2 separate regions of the Oryctolagus cuniculus genome follow, and region 2 is linked to region 1. Evidence: chromatin contacts called from public Hi-C data. All regions are on one chromosome and are shown on one strand. The core of a region is the stretch at or near the end of the contact, and the rest is flanking DNA. Distances in the headings are between cores, read along the strand shown.

Region 1 (4,397 bases), core at 873-3,372:
AGCTGCCCTCCACAAAAAACACTGGCACGCTGTTTTCTCTCCTTCCGTTGGAAGTGAGTAGGGTGGAGAAAAGGACCCTTGCAGAAATGTTATCTTAACACCCTGGTAGCCCTGTCAGAGGGAGACTCTCACAGAGAAGACTGGGAGACAAGGTCAAGGTTTCCTTCCGACAGCTTCTACAGCTGGAGTCATTCCGAAGGCCTGGGAGTCACACCGTCTCCTCTGCAGGGCCGTGCTAAGGCTGGTTGTAATGTTATCACGCTGTCTCATTTTCCAGAGTCGCGTCATTGTTTGGAAAGCTGAAACACGGGCTTCAATTCTGTGTCCCACCATGGAAGAACCTTTGGACTTCGCAGTCCTTTTGGAAGCTAACGCTAAAGGCAGTAAAAACTCCTAAGCAAAGAGGGAGAAAGGTGAATCTGGTTAAAAAGCTCTGAAGATGATCTGGTGAATGCTGACATTGGAAGGGTTTGGGACTTTAGGCAGCAACATGGGTATTTATCTATTTGATGCATTTCTATGTGGATTTAGCATTAAAAAATGCCTAAATATATTCTTTATTGCACAGGATCCCAAAGCACTTTGAGGATTTAAACTGATAAGCCAACCTCAAAGGGACTGATTCTTGCAACTAAAACACAGACACCTCTGGGGTGAAATGTGGCAACAGTTTGACAGGCATAGCAGTAGCTTAGGCCAGAAAGGATTTATCCAATTAAAATTATGGGATGAATTTTGGCTGGCAGAATGTAATTACCAGCCTTGGAACGGATCCAGGATCCTGAGGTTAACACCCCTCCTCTTGCCAACAACCCTCCTACCTGCCAACACTCGGAGATGGAGAAGGCTGGATCTGACATAATCGCACATAATACTGTTGTGACATCTAAGTACAATGATGATGATGTGAGAAGCATCATGAACCTGATTTTTTTTAACACTCATTATGTTACTTATTTTTATGCCACATTAGGCTAGAAACCAAATGTCCACATAAATGTTAATTTCCTCAAAGCTGTGTTTAAAAATTATAATTAGAAAATTAAAAAAAAAGATTTAAAAATTAATTTATTCTGTCAAAGTAGTTATTTAGTGATTATTTCACTTTTGGATCAGAATGGATGACATTTAATCCTTGCTACATTAAAAAAAAAAAGAAGAAAAACAAAAACAAAAACGCCAAGAAAAACAGGCATTGCTTTTTGGAAGAGAAACGCACTCTGAAGGTTGACCGGCCTAGAAAGAAAGGAAGTGCGTGGGCCTGGCTCACACCCTCATAAGTGCTCTCAGCCGCTCTGCCCGAACCCTGCTTTTGTCCTGGGGTAGGTCCACATCCTAGTCTCAGCACCGGCGAGCTGCGTTTCAGCAGGGAATTTACTGGAAAGGGGTGTGCGCGCGCGTCCCTCCCAGCGGCACCGGCGAAGAGCCCCCTGCTGGTTGGTGTACGATCAATGGGTAGAAGCCCTATCATTAGATCCTGGTGCTTTTTTTAAAAGCCAGTCATTTACGATAGAATTGCCCCGAGTTCCAGGCTCGAGAAGAACATGCAAAAGGCGACTGTGCCAACCAGGCAGCGCCCGGGGCGCCGGGTCAGGAGCCCAGGCCGCGGGGCTGGACGCGCCCCAGCGCGCCCGGGAGGCGGAGTCGGCCGTGGGCTGCGTGCGGGGGCTGCGCGCCGCTGCCGCGCGGCGACTCCGGCTCGGCGGCCTCGCGCTCCGTCCCGCTTCCCCTCGGCGCGCGCGCGGGTCGGTGTCTTTTCCAAAGTGCGGGCCAGCAGGCGCTGCCTTTGGCTCGAAAGCCCGACGGGGGACAGCGCTGCCGGCGGCCGCTCCTCGCTCGCAGGCCGCGGAGCCCGTACCTCTGGCGCTCGCCCCGCACGCCCGCCACCCGCCGCCGCTCGCCCCCGCGGGCCTCGGGGGTTAGCCGTGGGTCCACGTGGCCCTGGGATACTTCGCACCACGAGGGAGACGCGAGTGGCCGAGGGTTCGGGCGGCGGACGCTGGTGGCGAGCACGCATCCCCGCCTCCCGCGAGCCTGTGCTCCCGGGGTGCGTGCGCCCGAGGCAGGGAAGCAGGTGATGTGGCCCAGCCGTGGCGAGCCGCCTTGCTGCGCACTGGCCCTGCGCGTTCCTCCTGGGCTGTGATTTGCTAGAGAGCACCGGAAGTCTTCAGAAGGTGGTAGCAGGGATAGGCGGACTGGGGCTCCCTGTCCGAAACCAGTGTTACGGGGCTGGGGCTTGCGTTTGGTCACTTTCTCAGATGGTACTCCCGTGCATTTCAGCATTTGCTGTGAAGGTAGATTTTCCTAACACCATCTTTGCGTGATTTAGCTGTCCACAGGGAATCAGAATGTGGAACGAGAGGATGAAACTAATCCTTTCTTTTGCACTGTTAGGGGTTGCCATAAACACCATTTGTTAAAAAGCATAATTATGTTGGGAAAGTGCCTGATGAGACAATTAAGCTACATAAACACACTGAAAACAAATGAAAACCAGAAGACGCCCACACCCCTTGTGTAAAGCAATTTTTTGTTTACATAGAAACGAGAGCGGTCTGAGCTGCTTTATTACAACAGCGTTATTAATGTCTAGAAGAACCTAATGGTTGCGTTGATATGGCTTCTCAATGATGACATGATGGCCACAATGTGCAAACTTGCCTGAATGTGCAAACCGAAACCGGCCAGGAGGCCCTGCACTCGCTGTAGGTTCAAATGATTGGGCCGGCAGAGAGGCCCAGGGAACAGAAGCCAGTGGCTCAGTTCACCAACAGCATCATTATTTGCACCAGAGCTCTCTCTGCTTAAAGTCTTTAAGTCTAAAGACTGTCTCCTATTTGGACACCTTTCCCTGCAGTATCCCCCACATGGAGAACGTTTGCCAACACAGAATTATCCCTCCTCAAATGTTTGCTGAGTGAACCCATGAAGGCCACACTCAGTTTTAGTTATGCGATTTTAAAGAGTCCAAAATTATGATGACCCGATCTTAGAAAGGAATCATTGTCGTAGTATTTTGAGGTGTTTCCGTTCCTTAGGTCGCGCTGTCCTTGGAGGTATAGACAGATGGATGAGTCGACAAATGCTGTTTGAGAGTTCGAAAAGGAGGCAAAAACAACCTCCAAAACGTGTTCAATGAATTCATTTTGAACAAAAGAATCAGTCATGTTTTGGGCCATACTGAGAACCATACCATAGTGTGTGCCATCTTTCAGTTCGAGGCACAGAGGCCTGTGCAAAGATGTTACACTGATATAGAAGGTTAAAGTACAGAGGGGGAACTTAGCCAAACCATAGTCATTTAAACACCCACATGGGGCTCTTTTATTTGTGCCTGTGATTTCCTTGGCATGGCCTGGCCTCTGGAGATAATAAGATATTTTCCCTAAGAATATTTTTAATATTAAGTAATCATCGTCATCCCCCTTGTTTTCCTTTCCTCATTAAGTGTGGTTTAAAGTTTAACACCTGGAAACGGGGAGAAACTGAGGAAGAACATGCTTAAAATGGAACAGCGTACTTGAATGAAGATGGTTCACTTAGGTGATTGGGTACAGGCGGTAACTTGCCAGGGATTTTCCAGTGCTTACTATGTTCACATGTTCACGTGTGCGTGGCCACATACACTTGGTTTCCAGATTGAGTCTGTCTGAGGATTTTATTCTGTAGGTGTTTCCTGTGATTGAAATAGCGATCTCTTCATATGGCTGCCTGGGTTCCAAAGTTATGATGCTTATGGCTAATGAACATGAAAGCATGAATGAAATACAGAGACAATTAATGATTTTTTTTCTCTTGCATTCTAGAAAAGTCATGTCATTCTATAGACTGGGACTCTGGCTGCATGTTTACTAAATGTTTCAGAAGCCGGAAGAAGACATTGGTGAGAACAGAGCAAAAACAGCTCCTCTTGGAAGCGGTGGTAGGAACAACTGACAACCAAAGTGGAGGCTGCAGAGTGTGGCTGAGACAGTGCTTCTGGAACTCTGCAAGGCCAGGTCTGTGGAACACTTTCCTTCTTCCAGATTCTCCCTTGCTCTTGGGCTGCCGTAGCTGCTGTGCACAATTCCAGGATACCGCCATGGATCCGTTACTCAGATGTGCACATTTGCTCTTTCCGAAATGCCTGCATGCACTCAGCAGCGCAGATCTTCACATGGGCATGTGAGTCGCCCAGAGCACATTGCTCAAGATACTGACAGGCTCCTGAGGAGGCTACACTTACGTAGTTTAAAATTTCCCTCATGGGCCATTTATTTGATCATTAATAGAATGAGCATAATCGTACATTATGCTGCTTATTCAGCAGGTTACATGAAAAATAGACTTGCCAAACACCAACCACTTTTCAAAGCACTCCTGCCAGCAAAACCCATGCCATCATTAAAGTATTGTTA
Region 2 (4,397 bases), core at 871-3,370, 1.6 Mb after region 1:
TCCCTTTGTTGTGTTTGGTCTCTCCAGGTCCATCGGTGACCTTTATTTGGAAGACATCTCATATTTAATTCTGCACTCTCCCAGGACTCCTAGCATTTCTGATTCCCTAACTATGTCCTCACAGTTCCCCTTTTTAATCCCCATTATATTTTTCCAACGTTGTCCAAATTAGTAAAAATTCAACAATTAGTAAAATGCAAATGAATTGCCATAATTGCTTTGAAAGTCTCTTTAGCCATGAAATACTATCTGCTGTTGAACACTGACAGCAATGCTACATCTTTTCATGTACATTCGGCAACAGATAAATAACCAAAATAGTAATGTCTCTTTTGCCCTTTCAATATGTTTAGTACAGTTAAACACCAAATGGAGTAATGGTAACACACAAGAGGGATTCTGTATCTTTGTAGAGATTTAAAAGCTACCATGGAAAGAGGAATGCCAGTGCTTTGGGCAGACTAGGTCATCCACAGGTACTGGTTAAAAAATAATTAGGTGAGCAGGTCCCAACCAGGGCACAGGAAATTTCGCAAGTGAAGGGAATACAATTTTATAAAGAGGAGCAGGACAGAATGGGTGTAAATTTCCTAATCAAATGAGTGCACAAATGACTTGTGGGCTTTTGTTTTTTGTTTTTTTTTTTAAAGTTGTTTTTATTTTTAAGGACTAAGCTTGTCAAATTTTAATCAGGGAGATAGATGAATGACAGATGAAGAGCAGCAAATGGGAGAAAATTTAAGGGAGCAGAAAAAGAAACAAGTGAAAATAGGAGAACAAAAGCTTGCCCAGGGACGGAGCAGAGCAGGGCGGTGAGGGAACAGGGGCAGAGGAGGCGGGGCCTCAGACACCCAGGTAAACTGCAGTGGGGCACTCAGCCTGCCCCAGAAGAAAAGGAGCCTCAACACCAGTCGTTCCCTGGGCCCTGTGAACCAAAGTACAGTGTTGCCCAGACCTAAGTGAGGCGACAAAACAGATGGGAGGGTCCCTGGTGACCTTACATGGCAAAGGGAGCATGCAAATCCCCGTGGCGATCGCATCTCAGCCACAGGGGCCAGTCTCCAGCTCACATTCAGAAGACCACAGCTCTGCTCTCTCACCGGGGCGTCCCAGACTTGCGCTACCGATGTGAACAACTGTATCTAAGTACAAACCTCCACGGGTCTGGCCGACATTAACACACACAGACACGGATTGACGGATCCTCGGAGTGGTCCAGTGTGCAGCAGGGTCTGGGGACCACGGAACTAGGCTCAGAATTTCCTACCAGGCAAGGTTGGTAGCTTCAGCCCCTCCTGCTACCCTCAGGGCATTAGGCTATTAACATACTTTTGTCAAGTGAAAGTAATAAACACCGGCTCCTCTTTGACCTTGTACCTTTGTGCTTTGTGTTTCTCTGAACCCAATTTCTTTCTCTGTACTTTGAGAGTCAAATACTTTTACTTCCTAATTCTGTGACCTAGGGCAAGCTACTTAACTCTCTCTCTCTCTCTCTCTCTCTCTCTCTCTGTCTCTCTGGTTTAGTTTCTTCCTTTGTAAAGTGGGCTTTATCATAAAGCTGTTGAGAAGATCAAGTGAGATAATGCAAGCAAATCCCTTAGCTCAGTGCCTGCCAAATAGTCAGCACTCCAAAAATGTCAGCCGTTATTATTATCCATTTATTCATGAGTTAATTCCCTGCCAACATAAAGGATTTTTTAAAAAGTCTTTTGACAAAGAAAGTATCAAGAACTTTATCACAGTAGCCTGAAAAAGGGAAGTCCAGACACAAGAGGAAGAAACAATCTTTTTTGAAAGGTTAGGAGAAAGTTGAAGATGGGGCATCAGGACAAAGTGTTCCTTTTAAATCTAAAGGCAACTCAATGCCTAATCTTTTAGCCTATACCCTTGGTGAAAAATATAAGAGTTAGAAAATCAATAGGCAATCCACCAGCTCTTTAGAGAGACAAAAACATATTCCAAGGCAGGGACCACTGTAATAGTAGAGACGGAAGTGACAGTCCTTCTCTCCACCCCCACCCCACCCCCCCACCCCCGGGCCTCCAGCCAGGCCCTTGGAGCTTAGACAAGCTGAGCCCCATGCCTGCTGCCCAGTGCCAGTGTCCTTGGAAGCTGCCCCAGGAGAACAGCCACTTACAGCTGGCCCATGAGAGAGACCTCACAGTCTCCATGCAGCCAGAAAGTCTTCCTGACACAGCAGAGCAACTCCTCAGAACAGGAGTCCCTGGTGTCTGACTGCCCCTACTCACCTCTCACGCAAGCTCTGGAGCTCCTAGGCAGGTTGTCCAGTTATAAAGAACTCAGTTATTGCTCCCGAAATGAGGGATGGGCACAGCAGGAGAAGCATCGAGGTGGGCCTGCGGGGCCAGAAGAAATCACACAGTGAACAAGATGCCTGCTTATAATTGAGTTAAACGTATTATCTTCAAGCGGTTGAAGTCTGAAAGGCAAATTAACCTAAGAAGCCCTCCATAACCATTATGGTGGGGTAAAACGCAGATCACTCTAGGTAGGAAGGGTTTCATCAAAGGCCAGGAAAGCTAGATGATTGGCTATTATGTGTAAATTGGAATCTGTTTTCACAATAATCAACTTGTTAATTTTCAATGAAATTATTTCAAAGAAATTTTAGCATTTCCTGAACTCTCTTTATTTGCCTCTATCCTTTTCTTTCACCAGATGGACATAATGTCAATGTTTAAAAGGAAGTATTTATGCCTTTCTTTCAGCAGTTAATTACTACCTGTCACGCAATTGAAGATTTCAGGCAAGCCTAAGCAGACAGAAATGTGCAGCCTTTCAAGGCAGAAATTCACTCATTCAACAAATGCATACTGAGTGTCTGATGTGTGTGCGGCCTGGTGGTTGCTTCATTGGAAGCTGGTCTATAAACACATTCAGGCAGAAGGGAGACCATTACCCCTCCATAGCAAACTTGCACAAACAAGCACTAAGATGTTAGTTGCCGAGTTGTGTTCTCCACGACCCATAGGCAGATGGTGTAACACATGTGCCTCAGAATGTGACTTTATTTGGAGATGGGGCCTTTAAAGATGAGATCAAGTTAAAATGAGGCCTTTCCATGGGTCCTAATCCAATCTGTCTGATATCCTGATAAGAGGAAGAACTTCGGACCAAGAGTGTGTATCACAGAGGAAAGACCAGTGAAGACACATCTAGGAGCTGGCCCACCATCTGCAAGCCAATGAGAGAGGCCTTGGGAGAAACCAGCCCTGCTGACACCTTGCTCTCAGACACTCAGCCTCCAGAACTGCAAGAAAATCTGATGTGTAGGTTACCCAATCTGTGGTTTTGTTAGGGCAACCTTAGCAAACTAATACACTCAAATACAAGCCAAATGTTTACAGGGCAAAAATGTCTTAGCTCTTCCTCAGCTTGAAGCAAAGTCCTCATTGCTTCAGCTATGTTTTATATCCTCTTTTTCTCAGAAGTCTTCAGCCACAAATTATCCCCTCAACCTTCTGGACAAAGATTCACTACCCATTGCCTTCAACAAATAAATTTAATGTTACATGTGCGTTCACGTGTGTGTGTGTGTGTGTGTAGTAACTATCCCATATCCAAAAACTATTTTAGTGAGTTACAGAGACAAAACACTTTAAAAAGTATGTGACAGCATGTTACATTATCTTAATTCCCTTTAGAGTGAGAACAATAAAGTAAAACTTGATTATATCATGGAATATAGTTTGTACAAAATAGCTCTAGTTCTACATTGAAAGATTAGTTCTGCCTGGATCCAGCATACATGTCATATTTCTGGAAAGTCATTTGACATGAATCAGTCTAAAAAATAAAACAAGCAGGTGCATAATATATTACCCAGAATAAAATAAACATGGCTTCATTTTTAAGTGCCAGAGTTTATTTCGTCCATTAAATCTCCATCAGCTGCTAAATGTTTGGTGCCCTCTTGTGTCCACTTGGGGATAAGTTTGCTCACAGAATTTGTGAAGAATTCACTCCACACTCTCATTCAATCCCTGAAAATTGCAAGAGAACACTCAAGAGAAACAAAATTCCCCTTTTCTCTGCACGAATCATACCAGTTATAAAAAATACAACTTGGTTGAAATATATATATTGTTAAAATCCACATTTTCAAATAAATACTTCTAGACCCAGTTGACTCCCTTAATATTTGAGCTGTCTTTCCTATAGATTGCTTATCTCCCAAATCTTTAGTTCTAAAATATATCTCTTCCCAGGAATCCTTTAGAACTGTTCATTTTTTACTCAGATTTCTACAGGACAACATTGTATAAAATATTTTTTTACCAGTCAAACCATGATTATATGAGTACAGTTTTACTTAAAATACTAGTTGTTAATGCCACCATTCCTATTTCCATGAAGAAGAGGAATGATTATAAGCC

The links. A called contact is a pair of places that touch in the nucleus more often than the background predicts.
Region 2: a Hi-C map of an unstated tissue shows a contact between it and region 1, with 4 times the contacts expected there. The contact joins two enhancer-like sites. A contact is called at or near these places in 4 of 6 Hi-C or Micro-C datasets (ear pinna, embryonic fibroblasts, skin fibroblasts and 1 more).

What each region holds. Positions count from the first base shown.
Region 1 is chr3:40,285,824-40,290,220 of mOryCun1.1, forward strand. No RefSeq gene overlaps it. Among named protein-coding and RNA genes, the nearest start is that of C3H2orf69, 63 kb to the left of the region's middle. Within about 2 kb of position 2,123, at least 3 of the 8 cell types and tissues checked have an H3K27ac peak or open chromatin away from gene starts, as enhancers often do.
Region 2 is chr3:41,917,066-41,921,462 of mOryCun1.1, forward strand. No RefSeq gene overlaps it. Among named protein-coding and RNA genes, the nearest start is that of PLCL1, 560 kb to the right of the region's middle. Within about 2 kb of position 2,121, at least 1 of the 8 cell types and tissues checked has an H3K27ac peak or open chromatin away from gene starts, as enhancers often do.